Linked DNA regions of Zea mays: region 2 is linked to region 1. Evidence: chromatin contacts called from public Hi-C data. All regions are on one chromosome and are shown on one strand. Each heading gives the region's core, a stretch centred on a gene start, on an enhancer-like site or on the middle of the called end of the contact. The rest is flanking DNA. Distances are from core to core; before and after follow the strand shown.

The links. A called contact is a pair of places that touch in the nucleus more often than the background predicts.
Region 2: a Hi-C map of leaf shows a contact between it and region 1, with 5 times the contacts expected there. The contact joins the promoter of LOC103627145 here to the enhancer-like site in region 1. A contact is called at or near these places in 5 of 25 Hi-C or Micro-C datasets (ear, leaf, leaf mesophyll and 2 more).

The regions. Positions count from the first base shown.
Region 1 is chr5:162,130,341-162,138,173 of Zm-B73-REFERENCE-NAM-5.0, forward strand. It overlaps LOC103627142 (a long non-coding RNA gene), which reads right to left. Exons shown (of 2, transcript XR_002262039.3): 1 at 7,798-7,833; 2 at 7,097-7,499. Among protein-coding and RNA genes, the nearest start is that of LOC103627142, 5.3 kb to the right of the region's middle. Within about 2 kb of position 4,086, at least 13 of the 20 cell types and tissues checked have an H3K27ac peak or open chromatin away from gene starts, as enhancers often do. A contact at or near this core is called in leaf and leaf mesophyll, where this site is marked.
Region 2 is chr5:162,272,174-162,280,006 of Zm-B73-REFERENCE-NAM-5.0, forward strand. LOC103627145 reads left to right here and starts at 3,441. Exons shown (of 25, transcript XM_008647453.3): 1 at 3,441-3,756; 2 at 3,863-4,001; 3 at 4,118-4,189; 4 at 5,479-5,580; 5 at 5,660-5,828; 6 at 5,957-6,055; 7 at 6,883-7,032. The coding sequence starts at 3,691.

The DNA.
Region 1 (7,833 bases), core at 2,836-5,335:
ACATGATGAAGGTTTAGCCTGTCCTGGCCAAACCAGTTCGGCGGTGTATACATCCGTGGATTCATCGTTCGAATTATTGTATCCCACTAGATGCATCTTATGGCTAGCCGATTTTGATGTTTCCTTACTTCGGCTTTCACAGGTCATAGCTCGCTGGTGCAAATGCACTAGAGAAAAGAATTGGGTGCCATCTAATTTTTCTTTTAAGTAGGGTCGCAACCCATTGAAAGCGAGCCATGTTAGTTGTTTTTCTGCGACATGGATCTGAAAGCATTGGTTTCTAGTGTCCCGGAACCTCCAGATATAGTCATTAACCGATTCTTCAGGCCCCTGTCGGACTGAAGCTAAGTCAGCCAATTCTAATTCATGTTCTCCTGAGAAGAAGTGTTCATGAATTTTCCGCTCTAATTCTTCCCAAGAATTAATAGAGTTTGGTGGCAAAGCTGCGTACCATGCGAATGCAGTATCAGTAAGGGACAACGAGAATAAACGAATGCGGTAGGCTTCCCCATCAGTCAATTCTCCCAAGTGTGCTATGAATTGGCTAATATGTTCATGTGTGCTTTTCCCACCTTCACCAAAAAATTTAGAGAAGTCTGGTATTCTAGTTCTCTGTGGATATGGCACGGTGTCGAATCCGTGGCTATAAGGCTTTCGATACGATTGCCCTGTACCTGACATACTAACACCGAGTTTGTCCCTGAACATCCCGGCTTCCTCGTCTCTGATCCTCTCCGCCATGTCTGGCGACCATCCATTGAGTTTGTGGGTGGAAATCTCAGGTTGTCTGACATCACTCTGTCGGCTTTCCTCCCAGGGGTGTTTGAGGTGTGTGTTAGGTGTCCTATTAATGTCACCAGCTCCTGCCCTATACCTCTCAGGCTCTCTTGTGGCCGAACAATATTCAGCCCTATGCCCATGAGGTGGTATGGCATGATTATAATGTGTTGCTGGTGGGGCACCATAATGTAGTTGCAAAGAATGTGGGAACTGTGTGTATTGCGCAGCTCTCGGCTCTGCGTACACATATCCGGACGGTCCGGCGTGCGTAAGAGGTCGGATGGTCCGCGACCGGGCCAAACGGTCCGAAGGTATATCCAGATTGTCCAGCCGTATATGGTGCTACCTGAGCAGTCTCGTACCCAGACCATCTGTCGTAAAGAACTGGACGGTCCGCGATCGGGTCGAATGGTCCAGGGCTGTACCCGGACGGATCGGTCATATATGGCGCGACTTGGGCGGTCTGCGCGTGGACTCGTGTAGAGTCGGATGGTCCGACATAATACGTCGGCCGGTTCATGCCATATCCGGACGGTCCGACGTAAGATAGCGGACGGTCCGCAACATATCCGGACGGTCCGGCGTGATGCACCGAACGGTCCGAGATGGGGCCGAATTGTTCGGGGTTGTACCCTGATGGTCCGGCCATACATGATGCGACCTGAGCGTTTTGTGTGCAGGCCTGCGTCGGGTTGGACGGTCCGGCGAAATACGTCGGACGGTCCGCAGTATAACCGGACTGTCTGAGATGATGCTCGGACGGCCCGGCCACGTCCAGTACCTATCGCGTGCCTAGTGGTTGCGCCTGTGATGGTGACACGAAAGCGTGCATCGGCATACCATATGATGGCTGGGTCAAGGGTGACCCGTTTATAGCCGATGTGTTTGGCGTGGGTGGCTCTGTATTAGACTCTCGCGATGGAAAGCTAGGAGCAGTTGATTTCTCGTATGAACGTAGATGCATTTTAATAGATTCATCTACATATTGCTTTAACTGATCTCCTCATTGACCATGAAAGTCGTAAGAGATAGATCTAGAGCACTTACATCGGGACCTTGAAGTGGAGGCAGGAGAGATTCCATATCGATCTCCCCTTGACGGATGATCTTCTGGTGGCGATCCACCGTGAAGTGTGACAAGTACTTTTCCACCGCCTCCTTGCGCCGTTTCGAGAGTTTATGCAACAGTTCCGCCTCTTCCTTGTTGCGTTGTTTGTTCCATTGCCGCATCACCTCCTTCTCATCGCGCATTACGAGGTCTTCAAAGGGTCTTTGGTCATCAGTCGAGAGCGCCTCCATGGCTGGCTTGATGATGTTGTTGGTGGAGATCTTGGTGTGGTCCTTAGAACCGGCCATCTATGGGTCGATTTTTAGCAGGTCTAGACACCTAGTCCCTAGCGGAGTCGCCAAAAGTATGTTGACACCTTTTCGGGCGCCAATCACTATAACGAGAACCGGCGGCGGCGCCCTCTGCAGAGGCGCGGACGGTCCACGGCCAGGGGCCAGACGGTCCGCGACCTGGTACAGGGGCTTGGTTCCCTGCCTGACGGTCGGACGGTCCGCGCGTGCGCAGGGGCGGCGAAGGTCGCCGGCGACGCCTGGATCTCGCTCCCGGGAGGGACCCCGTCGGGGAGGAGAGATCCTAGGTGTTGTCTAGACTCAGCAGGCCGACCTAGACTCCTCTAATCGACGTAGAGTTGAAGAGAAGCGGAGAATTTGGTGATTGGAATACTAAACTAGAACTAAACTAGAGCTACTCCTAATGCATAAGGTAAAAACGAGAAATAGACTTAATTTGATCGATTGTTGGGGGTTCAATCGGTCGTAGCCCTTCATCTATATAAAGGGGAGGTCTGGATCCACTTCAAACTGTTTCCCGAGTTAATCTCGCGGTTTTAGATAACAAATCCCGCGAGAAACTAGAAACCCTAACTGTCTCTGTGCACGCGTGGACCGTCCGCGCCACCATCGCAGATTGTCCGGACTGCGGATCGTCCGGCCTCAGGGCCGGACCGTCCGCTAGTCTTTTTTGGTGTACAACAGGCTGTCCACAAAGTAGAGATGGCAATAGGTACCCGCTACCCGAAACCCGGTGGGTTTTTGCTCTATTAGGGTATGGGTTTGGGTCAATTTCTCTACCCACGGGTTTGTTAATGGGTTCAAATGGAAACCCAACGGGTACGTGGGCATGAGTTTGTTCTTCCACTACCCATACCCGCAAACCCATGGGTTTTTAAAACCCACCTTAAAATCAACATTTCTTATAAATATGTCTCATAATATTATTAATTAAATATGTTCTAATTGAAATAAATTTCATGTAACAAATTTTAGGCTAAAATTAGTTATCACTTGTTCAATTTTATGCTAGCTTATTAATGTATTGATTGTCATTTACATGATGAATTATTTTTTATGTTGATGTTAGTGGGTATGGGAAACTCGTTGGGTACTCGAAACCCGCATGTGTATGTGTTTGGGCAAAATTTTATACCCGTCATGGGTATAGGTTTTTTAGCGGACGTATTTTTTCTTTATAGGTACGAGTTTGGGCAAGTAATACCATTGTCATCTCTACCACAAAGTCACAAATCGGTCTCTGGACCTGTTAGTCGGTCTCACCGTTAAGGGTAAGGCATTGATTGATCTGCTGCGAAGTATCAGAGCCGTGTGTAGTCTCAAGCAAACAGATCGCCCTACAGTGTTTGTTGACGGAATCTGCGTCTTAAAGCCCACAGGTGTCCGAGATAATACTCTGAATCATTCCCAGCGTCGCCGTGCCCAGCGGATGGCGCGCGCTGGACTTGCTGGCACGCCATGCCGCAGCTCCGCAGTGTCGGAGGATTGCTTTCACGGAAACCAATTTTGATGTAATAATAGTATAATGGTTTGCTCGAGGTAGCTTACACGCAACACCAACTTGTACACCATATAATTTTCTTACACAACAGCGCTCAGTCCATACGATTTTGAAACCCATTATGAGAAGAAAAAAAAAGATTTTGAGCCCGAGTTTCGCTCGGACAGTCGATATAGAGGCTTATTCGTTTTAGTGCCAATCCATATAGATTGGACCGAATTAGATAAGTTTAAAGTCATATCAAATCAAAAGTTCTTATTAAAAATTTTCAATCCCTTCGAGCCTATATGGGATATGCGAAAAGGTCTATATTTGAGGAGATTAGATATGTTTAAATCCATATCAAATTAAAATATATACTCCATATAGTACATCAATAACCGAAAAGGCTCTAGCTGGATGATTTTCCAAACGAGAACCGAGTGCCAAGCGTTGTCGTGGTCGTGGAATCACGCAGCGGGAGTGACGAGGTGTGCACGCGAGCCTCGCCAAGGGCCCAAGACGCAACGCTACGCTACGCTACGCTACTTCTGCCAAGGCCAATGATCGAGACATCGGCTCCATCCCTTGGGAAATGCCAAAAAAAAAAAATCTTCTGCCAATGGATTTGGATTGAATTCGTGTGGAACTGAATTCAGATTGGACTACTTATCATATTTTAATCTGAATATGTATCCATACATAAATATTGCCACATACAAAATATAAAATTAGCATCACGAATTTGGATTCGCATTCGAATATTTATTTGGTTTTGAAGATTACATGTATATTTGATTATCGGTAGTTTTATAGTAGGAACAAAATCAATATCTATACGACTTATATAAAAAAAGTTTAAAAATAATATCCTCAATTTTATCCTAGGTCCATATAACCTCCTAAACTATGGGTTGGTTCGGTTTCTTTCCCTCAACTATTTCAGTTGCTGTACTTTACCCCTCAACGAGATTTTCCTTTTTTATCCACATACAAGTTGTTTTCTAATTTTAAATTTTATGGACATAAACGATACTTGGAGATAGTATTTTCAAATTAAAAATATATAACATATTAACATCTATAGATAAAGACAACTCCAAAAATAATATATATATATATATATATATTAATAATTGTTTCAGAAATGAAATATATAAATAAATAATAAATGTATTCTTTGCGGTGATAATTAGGGGTACCCGAATTATTCCTCTCGAAAGACGTACTCAGGAGAAGTTAAGACATAACCTCCAAAGGGAATCAGCCGAGACAACTCCTGACCCGAGGCCTCTCCCCAAGGGTCTCCTACCTCAGTCAAATCTCTGACTCGCTCGAAGCCACCACCACTCCGTCCATCTCGCCTGAGCTGATCCCAGGCAGATAGGACAAAGGCGCCCGAAGGCTAGCGGGGAACACTCACGCAGCGGCACGGGAGCATAGTACCTAACAAGACAGCGATCATGTCCAGGCGCAACAGCATGATTATGCCCCCGCTGCTGTACACGCACGCCGTCTGTCATCCCCCGATGGGACATTTAATACGACAATAGAAGCAGCCGGCCCTCGGGCGCAAAAACTACGCCTCGCCCGACGCTGAGTTCGGACTCAGGTGATTTCTCTACCTCGTCCGAGGTCGGCTTCGGCTACCTGCCCCGCCGTGAATCCCGCGGGCGGCCACTCCGCCAACTGTGGCACACGTCAGGGGTGGCTCAACCAGCGCCTCGGGAAGACTTCCGCCTCGCCCGAGCTGGGCTTTGACCCCGATAATCGCAGCAAAAGAATCACGACGTCATCCCGCACAAGGACGGTGACGCACCTCGTGAACAGGTTGTTACCCATACCAAAGTGCTGTTACAACAACTACGGTATGGGCACCCCTTCCCCTGAAGGCTCGGACTTACGGCCAACCCCTCGGCCTCGACCTCGGCTCTCAGCAGGAAATCAGCGAGCGCAAGTCAACAACATAGTGCATCGTCATGTCTCTCACAGGACATCAAGACATCTCCCTTGGGAATACGACGGCCCCAGGCTTCACCAATATACATCTCCTAGGTGTATAAATAGGGCAGTGGTAGTTCTTCCAAGGGCAGGCGAACACTTAGTAGTTTACACCAAGTCTTTTGATATTCGCACTTGGCTCAATCAGTTCTAGGGACTTGGGGACTTCCCCTCTCCCGCTGTGCTTGTAATTTCTACTGCGAGCACCGCGGTGCGAGTAATATAAGCCTCATCCCTCCTCTGCTGGAAGTAGGGCTTTGCATTTCCCGAACCAAGACAAACTGCTTCTGTCAACTCGCACACAATCTAGATTCTGGGCACGTGGCATTATTTACTAGTTGGTTAGGACCCTTAGTCCAAACACCGACACGTACATATGAATGTTTTCAATACATATAAATATTTATCTACAAATAAATAAATCATAATATATAAATGAACCAAAGTAAACTTAATAAGATTAATTATATTACTAGGTATGTGCCCGTGCGTTGCCACGAGGCGGAGGACATGGAGAGGGCGCCTAGACTGCAAATATAATTATTGTTTATTACTTTTAAACACCAAACACTAAAGTATATGGGGTCTTGTGGTTAGCCCCAAATTTCTAAAGTAGAAGGGTGTGAGTTTGAGTGCTCACTTTGCACTATTTTTTGTTGGTGCTTAGCGTGGGGAGGGTGGAGCATGGTAGCACTGCCGGATGATGTAGCCTTTGCTACTGTATTGGAGGCATCAGCGTGTATGTCGGCATGGGTTATAGGAGCAAGCATGCATGCCTCCGTCGTGAAGACAGGGTTCTTATACAGTGATGGCGTTGCTAGCTCGCTAATCACCATGTATTCCAAATATAGCTGCTTGGACGATGCACACCGAGCATTTGTGGGGGCAAAAGATCATCTGCATATAATGTCCAGGACGGCTATGATAACTGCACTGCAGCAGCATGGACATGGCATGCAGGCAATTGATGTATTTGAGAATACGAGAGAATGGCATTCCTCCGGACCACATCACATTTGTGAGTGTTCTCTCTTGCTGTAGCCACAGCGGACTTGTTGAGCAAGGACACAGGTACTTCGATTCGACGACTCGAGTTCATAAGATCACACCACAAAATGAGCACTATGCGTGCATTGTTGACAACTTGACATGTTTGGGCGAGTAGGCCTTCTAACTGAGGCAAAACAATTCATTCACCAGATGGGACCTAAGCCAGATGCATCAGTCCTTGGGGCACTCCTTTGGGCTTGCATGAACTGCAGGGAACTTGAGATGGGTAAGGAGGTTGCCAAGAAGCTTTTTTGTGATTGAGCCAGGTAATACCGGGAACTATGTCCAGCTTGCTAATATCTATGCGTCACATGGAAGATTGGAGGAGGCAAAGGAGGTGCGAAGGTGGATGATGTTTCAGGAGTTAAGGAAGGAAAAACAATGCAGTTTAATCAACAATTGAGAACCAAATATGTACCTTATGGATACTTCAGCAAAGGTGAGGTTTCTATTGTCTCAAGGATGGTACCTACACTTGTCAAACATAAAAGCTCGCTACCTATTTTATTTAGACACAATTAAGGTAATAAGGCCTACTGGAGTTTCTGCATACTCAAGGGTTCATGGGTATCCCAGGATCCCAGCAGTGGAATCTACAAGGTATGGCTCATTCGAACCATATGTGGAGAAGTTTAATTCCTTATTAGTGAGAGCGAAGATAGAAAACAGTTGTATAGTGTTTCAAAGGCGTTGTCTACGCATGTCTAGTCGTCCAGGTATCTCCAGCTCGCCATGGGAAACAGTGATTCCTTGTTTCCTAGGCGTCCAGGCAGACTCAACACTCGCTTGAACATGAATTGTCTTCTCTGTCCAATGTACCAGATATGCCCTGAACAACAAATCCACGAACCAGTTAGAGGATATATCAAATGGACCCAAGGGGATGAATGGATGTCAATATACATTCAGAGTTCCTATTAGTTGAAAAATGAAAGGCCTAGCTGCTAAAGGATTTGATGTTTTAATTTTCCATTCAGACAATTTTACTGTGGGACTGACCAGAAAGCAAAAGCTCTAAGATCTTAAAATGTTAGCGGCTCATGCAACTAAGCTAACTAATGCAACACGTCTAGATCTAGGTGGTTGTTATCATGACCACACAACAATAGAGTAAAAAAGATTATTACCATTAACACCAAAAAAGATATGCTGGTTTTGTCTGT
Region 2 (7,833 bases), core at 2,191-4,690, 140 kb after region 1:
AAGGATCACCACACGATTGATGTCTCTTGCCTCAATTACAAGTGAGTTTGATATCAAGAAAGAATGAGAAAGAAAGCAATCCAAGCACAAGAGCTCAAAAGAACACAACAAATCTCTCTCACTTAACACTAAAGCTTTTGTGGAATTGGGAGAGGATTTGATCACTTAGGTGTGTCTAGAATTGAATGCTAGAGCTCTTGTAAGTGGTTGGAAGTTGAGAAACTTGGATGACTTGAATGTGGGGTGGTTGGGGGTATTTATAACCCCAACCACCAAACTAGCCGTTTGGTGGAGGCTGCTGTCGCAAGGTGCACCGGACAGTCCGGTGCGCCAGCCACGTCACTAGGCCGTTGGGTTCCGACCGTTGGAGCTCTGACGTGTGGGCTCGCCTGGCTGTCCGGTGGCGCACCGGACAAGTCCTGTAGACTGTCTGGTGTGCCACCCGCGCGTGCTCTGCTCCTCTGCGCACGCTGGCGCGCATTTAATGCGTTGCAGTCGACCGTTGGCGCGAAGTAGCCGTTGCTCCGCTGGCTCACCGGACAGTCCGGTGTGCACCGAACATGTCCGGTGAATTATAGCGGAGCGGATTCCCGAAGCTGGCGAGTTCAGAGTCGCTCTCCTCTGGAGCACCGGACACTGTCCGGTGGTGCACCGGACAGTCCGGTGAATTATAGCGAAACGCCTCTGAGACTTCCCGAAGGTGCAAAGTTTGGCTTGGAGTCCCCTGGTGCACCGGACACTGTCCGGTGGCACACCGGACTGTCCGGTGCGCCAGACCAGGGCAACCTTCGGTTATCCCTTGCTCTCTTTGTTGAACCCATTTTTTGGTCTTTTTATTGGCTAAGTGTGAACCCTTGGCACCTGTATAACTTATAGACTAGAGTCAACTAGTTAGTCCACTTATTTGTGTTGGGCAATTCAACCACCAAAATCAATTAGGAAAATAGGTGTAAGCCTAATTCCCTTTCAGTGAGGTCACGAGAAACCCGAAGACAAATTGGTGAAGTACCTGGAATCTCGAGTCTAAGGCAAGTTGTGTCCTTGATCACTCTTCTTTACTTAATAATGTTCTTTGTTAACCACTGTGACATGCTCAGGTTAATTTGATGGGACCTAATAGGTTTCCCTAGATTTGTTTACCCCACCTCTTGCAGACAAATGAATTACTGGGTAGACTTGCTATTGCTCTACCTGGCTTTAGGATTAATGTTACATTTGTATTATGATCATGTTAGTGTAAATTAAAACAACACAAACTTGGTCTATAAAAGGTGTTAGTGTAAAATAAAACCAAGTTCGTATGAGAAGGGGAGAGAAAAATTGACTCTTCACTTGATTGCTCTCTTGAGATGTGTATTAAACTAGGAGCAATATGTAAGTGAAGTATAAGTACTAAGGAAGACAAAAATCACAGTAAAGTAAAGTGGACAAGGGACACAACGATTTTTCTCCGTGGTTCGGCCAAAGCCTACTCCACGTTGTGGTAACCTCCTTCGGTCAAGGGTTACACCCAACCCCTCTCAAGTGATCCAAAGATCTAACTTAAGTGCCACAATATTCTTCCTTATATCTCAACCCGTTTGCGAGGAATCTCCACAAGTTGGAATATCCTACGCCTTACACAAGATGACCACAATCCAAAATCAGAGTAAGGGAGGGAGAAGAACACACACAAAAGCGCAACACACACAAGAAAAGCCAAAGAAACCAGCGCAACTCCATGTCAGTAGAACAACTCGAAACAAGTGCTCGGATCTCTACAATCACAGAACTGCGTGGATGCAATGAATCAGAGTGTTGGTGTGCTCTTGGTATGCTCGGGTACTTCTCCATGGAGCATAGGGGTCCCTTTTATAGCCCTAAGGGGCATAAGAGCCGTTGGAGCTTCATTTGGAAGCTCCAAAACTTTCTCAATCCGTAGATGCATCGGACTGTCCAGTGCACACCGAACAGTGCATAATGGAACGATCCTAAATCCTCTGATTGCTGGTTTCTTGTTCATGGGGGGGGGCACCGGACTATCAGTTGACCCATTTAACCGTTGGCGCTGCTGACATGGCCAATGTAGGCATTGGCCGAGCCGAGTAGAGGCCGAGGATGGCCAGTTCGCCGTAGAGGCCACCGGCCTGTCATGTGCTGCCCAGACTAGCCCAATTTCTTCTCTTCTGTGCCAAACTTCTTTGGCTTCTTTTGACTTGACTTGAGAGGTTCTATAGCATTTAGACAAACATAATTGGTACCTAAAATAATTAACTAAGTGTTGGAATTATATATTTTCATTCCTTTTTCTATGATTTTCAATGTGCTTATTACTAAGTCCAAAAGCCATTTTTCTTGCACAAGTGAGTTAGTAACCAAACAAAAGTGCAAGAAACATAGTATAATGTAACTGCAACTTATTCAAATACTTAAACCTCATATTTTTATAGGTTTACCTAAAGTTGCACTCTTGGCCTTCCAATTCAACTTATTTAGACTTCTTGTATTCAATTTGCTTTTTTTTTGAACCTGTGCTCATGCTCATATCTAAAGTGTCAGATCAAAATGATGTGTTATACATTTAATTATCAAAACAATTAGAAATGGTCCAATACCACATTTTCTTTTAATCTAAACCTGATGCATAAATTGTTATGTTTGGAATCACATCAGTTTTTATAAACTTTTTTAAAAAACTGGATGGTTCCAAATAGGCTCTAAGTTAGAGCACTTGATTAATTTTAGTTTTAAAACTAAATAGGAATAGATCTTGATTCTATCCCGATTCGATACGTAAAATTTATGTCCATTTCGGTAACACGTCATCGTGGCCGTTCATTGCCGATTGGAGGAGTGGAGAGCTCCCGATCTGGAAGAAGAAACCGAAGAACGCCCAGCTCCAGCCGAACCGAACCTAGGGATGAAAACGGGACGGGTACCCGGAACGGGTATCGGATACGGGTACCAAAACGGGACGTAATTTCGAATACGGATACGGGTATTTTGTTTGTCGGGACGGATACGGGTATTACCCGGATATTGAACCTCGGATACGGGTAGGATACGGAATCACTAATACCCGGTCAGTACCCGAAAATCCCGGATCGGATACGGGTACCTGGAATTCGGGTACCCGTTTTTTCTTTTTCTGCATAATATAGTTATAAAATCATAACTTTTACATATGAAATCGGATGAAGATAAAGTTTATATGAAAATTGTAGAGCTTGAAGAGATCTATGACTTTGTAATACATCAAATTTTTGTTTAAACAATATTTTAATAATTTAATTGTATTTTGATGATTTTCTATGACAAGAAATTAATAATACATAAATAGTCTTAAAAAATCGTGAAATTTTACGGAGATACAACATATGTCCATATGTAACCATAAAAAATGTTTGGATCATAAGATCTATAAGATGCCCACATTTCTTTCCTTTCACTTTCACTTATTTGTATGAGTTACATGTGAAATTAGTGTAAGTATCCAAGTTTCAACATAATCAGTACTTCACTTTATTATTTTCATACGAGGACTTGAGTTATCTTGGGACTCGGGACTTCGTGAGTCGGGGACTCGGGAACCGGAGCACACACCAAAACCCCCAGTGCCGCCGGCGGACGCCCTCCAGTTTCCGGTCTTCACTAACTCCCCGTTTTCCGTACTGCTGCGGCGCCTCGGCAGTCGGCACCACAGCCGGCAAGATGCCCCCCTTCCGAATGCCTTCCCACTTCCTCGCGCTTCCGCTCCTACTCTTGCTGCTCCTCCAGGTAACCTGATCTCCGCCCAAACCCCCGATCCACTGACTGGATCTGACCATGTTGAGGTCCCTTATGGATTTGAATTTCCCTTCCTCTTGTCCTCTGGACGCGGCAGGCGCCGTCCCCGGAGGCGGCCGAGTCTACGCCGGGGACCCGGACGCGCAAGATCGGCAGCTCGGGGGCGTCCTCGGTGTTCTCGCTCTTTAACCTCAAGGACAAGAGCAAGTTCTGGACTGAGTCGATCATCCGTAAAGGTCCGGATCCTTTGATTTTCTCTTTTAATCGTTTTTTATGGATTTCTGTTTGCTTGTTGCATGCTGTGCTTATGCTTGATACCACATTGACGGCTTGTGCTCATTTGATTTTGTAGAGTTCGATGACTTGGAAGGTTCTGCGTCGCGGGACTCTAGCAAAAACGGCCTGCTCAACTTCACAAGAGCTGGTAGGCTCCTTGCGTCTGTTGGCACTCCTGGGGTTATATAACACAGGGCACATACACATTTCAAACAGGCTAACTGATTATTTTGAATAAATCTTGGATTCTTGGTACTCGGTACTTTCTGCTCTGCCAAAGCCTCTACAATTATATAACACAGGGCACATTTCAAACAGGCTAACTGAATTTTTTGAATAAATCTTGGATTCTTGGTACTCGATACTTTCTGCTCTGCCAAAGCCTCTACAATGATATGCGTAAGGAACAATTGGATCTATACCATTAAAAGATCCAAACTTTAGATATATACCATGGACCCCACATGTCATTGACTCATGTGGACCCACATGTAAGTGAGATAGTAATGGTATGGATCCAAAGTGGTGATCTTTTAATGGTATGGATCCAAATTTCCCAGTGTACTGTATCAATACATAATGCCATTTACTGAGTAGCCTAATATTTACCACTGACTGTGGCAGCAGCCAGCCACTGCTGCAGCAAATTACTGTAGCAGTGACTAGCTGCACTTCAGCCGCAGCTAGCACAAGCGAGCACATAATAATTTCTGGGTCATTTGTACCTTGTGAGTTGTTATTCATATCATCAGCTCCTTTTTTCTTATGGATATGTGAATATGAATGTCGTGGGTGAAGATAATTATGTTTAGGTGCCCCTAGAAAGGCCACAATGTTGCAACAGGTGAACTAGAGCAGGGAGAGACTACATAATTCCAGATTAGCAACCTTTCTGTCCAGATATGCATGTACTTTGTTGATTAAGTGGTGTGGCCAACTGGAGATAAAAATCAAGTCCATATGACTGCATGTGGAGTTTAGCTTGCAGTTTAGACAAAAAACCACAAATATTAGTTTGCCGGATATATGACCAACTGATAAGCTTAGCTACATTAGTGTAGTATATCAGCATGCCGGTTATGTCTAAAATTTCAATAATATGCTATTGCTGTGGAGTAGCAGGTTTGTTATCAGCCTCCTTAAGGTCCTGGGTTTGAATCAGCCTCAAATAAACAAGGGTAAGGTTGCCTAGGGATTCCGTTTCCTAGATCCACCTGTGCGGGAGTTTTAAGCACTTGCTACCTGCCTTTTTTGTTTGATCTTGTATTTTGAGAAGTGATTGTAGTTGCAGCCTTGACTAATTATATTATGCACATCCATCTCAGACAATCAGGAATCACACATGAAGTATGGATAGTCTAGGTGCTATTGTTGTGTGTACTTATTTAAGAAGCAGAGTTCTTTTCACTACTAAATTTCGTCTTTTCTTATACCAAGGTAATATTGCAAACTATTTGAGCCTGGCAGAGGTTGATTCCATATATCTTCCGATCCCTGTGAACTTCATCTTTATTGGATTTGATGGAAATGGACGGCATGGTAAATCATCTATATCAAATCACAAAGTTTGTAGTCAGTTTGTTTATACTAAGCATTAACTGTTCCTTGGTTTTGTTAGAGTTTAAGTTGGGGCCTGAAGAACTGGAGCGCTGGTTTACAAAAATAGATCACATATTTGAGCACACAAGAATCCCTCCAGTTGGTGAAGTTCTTACCCCGTTCTATAAGACTACTGTTAAGAAACTTCAGCATTATGATCTTCCTTTAGTCAGCCATGTGAACCACAAGTAAGCAATATGTACATTTATGATCCAACTTAGGGTCTGTATATTCAATCTAATTTCTGTAGTTAAGCCTTGACATGCTTCCATGCGAATGGATTCCTGATGTTCCGGCTCATTTTCTTTTGATGCAGTTTCTCTGTGCATGCCATACACATGGGAGAAGATGTCTTATCTGTTTTTGAGCATGCTATAAAAGTTCTATCCTGTAAAGATGATCTCGTGGATTCCAGGTATGTTGTTTCTGAATACCCATTGTTTCCATTCTGTTCATCCTCTGGTTCGGTAAAATTTCAACCATAAAGCAGGTTTAGTTCAATTATTATGATAGACTGATAGTGTAACATATATCTGCATTAAAAGGAATCTTAGTATGGTCTTGCTCTTGCTGTTGATTGGCAATTTAAAATGAGTATATGAAAGGTTTAAATTTGTAATTTTTTCTGTCTTCATATAACCTTATCATGTGTTATTTGTGCATGTATAAAGAAAGCATGCAGTCAAACCTATACATTTATGGAAAAATAATCTAAAACTGACTGTTTAATCCTTTCTTGTCTTAATATAAATGATATGCAGCTTCCCTGCTTGTTCACCAGAAAGGAAAAATTTACTGTTTCGTTTGGTCATATGGAAATAGCATCATTGAGTTCACGATAGAAGATTTGTAGAGTATTATAAATTTTTTTACTATCAGTTCCATATAAAAAGTAGTGTTCAAAGTTGCGTATAAGAGGCCGTGCTAGTGTCCAGAATGTAACATATTTACAAAATGAGGGAGCACGTTATAGAATTATAGACGATTCTGCTATGTCTAGACTGTAGTCAACTAGTCATGTTAACCTTTGATGTTAATCTTTGATGGTACCTTTCATGTTTACCTTTGACTGTAGTCATGTTAACCTTTGATGCGTTATAGACAATGCAGTTCACAGAGAACTCAGTTTCCAGAATTCCAGTGACATTTGTCTATACTTCTATGATGGTACTTGGTACCTTTTGCATTTCCCATAACTTTCACTACCACTGATAAAATATATCCATTTTTTCTTTGTTGCAGAGAAAATGAAGAGATTTTTTTGCAAGTGGATAGTGCTCAAATGGAACATATATTTTCAACTCTTGTTGATCACCTTCAGATACAAGAGGCTTACAATATCTTTGTTCTGAACCCCAAGCCTATTGGCAAGAGGATTAATTATGGTTATCGGTGAGTTTGAACACTTCTGTTACAATGAACCATGTGTAACTGATGCAACATGGCAGAAAGGGCAGACCTTAGTCACAAGGTTCCCGGAACGTTGGGAATGAGGAACGGGAACGAGGAACACGGTATGTCTGTTAAAGCAACATGGAACGGAGATGGGTATACAGCTGATCCACGTTCATTCGATAAGTGGAACATGTTCCCAACGATTTAGGAACGTAGTTAGGGAACGATTGTAATGGAACAGGGAACGATGAGTATATTGGCTCTGTGATAGCAATTATATTTTCAGCCTCCATCCAAAAGTTGTCATCCTTTATTGTCATCACTAAACCTCAATATGGAGTATATTGGCTCTGTGGATTGAGGTCTATTTAAATGGCAGCCAGTACTCAGATTCCTATGCCGCTTCCTTCCTAATCCCTTCCTCTTCTCCTAATCCCTCAGCTTCCTACGCGGCCAGTCGATTCAGCTTCAACCAGCACCGGTTCAGCGCCGTTCACGCGGCCAGTCGATTACTCTTCCGCTTCCTCTTCCACGAGCGGTCGATCGATTCCTCTTCCCCTTCCTCTTCCACGGGTGGTCAGCTAATTCCTCTTCCCCTTCCTCTTCCACGGACGATTGGAAGAGCTTGCCGTCGACAGTGGCTCTGCGCAGCGTCCCAGCGCGGACGGACGTCGCAGCGCGGCGGCCGAACGACGCAGCGTCCCAACGCGAAATCGCGGACGGACGTTGCGGCGTCCAAGCGCGGCGGCCGGTCGACGGCAGCGCGGCTTCCTCAAGGTGTCCATCGTTCCTATCTAC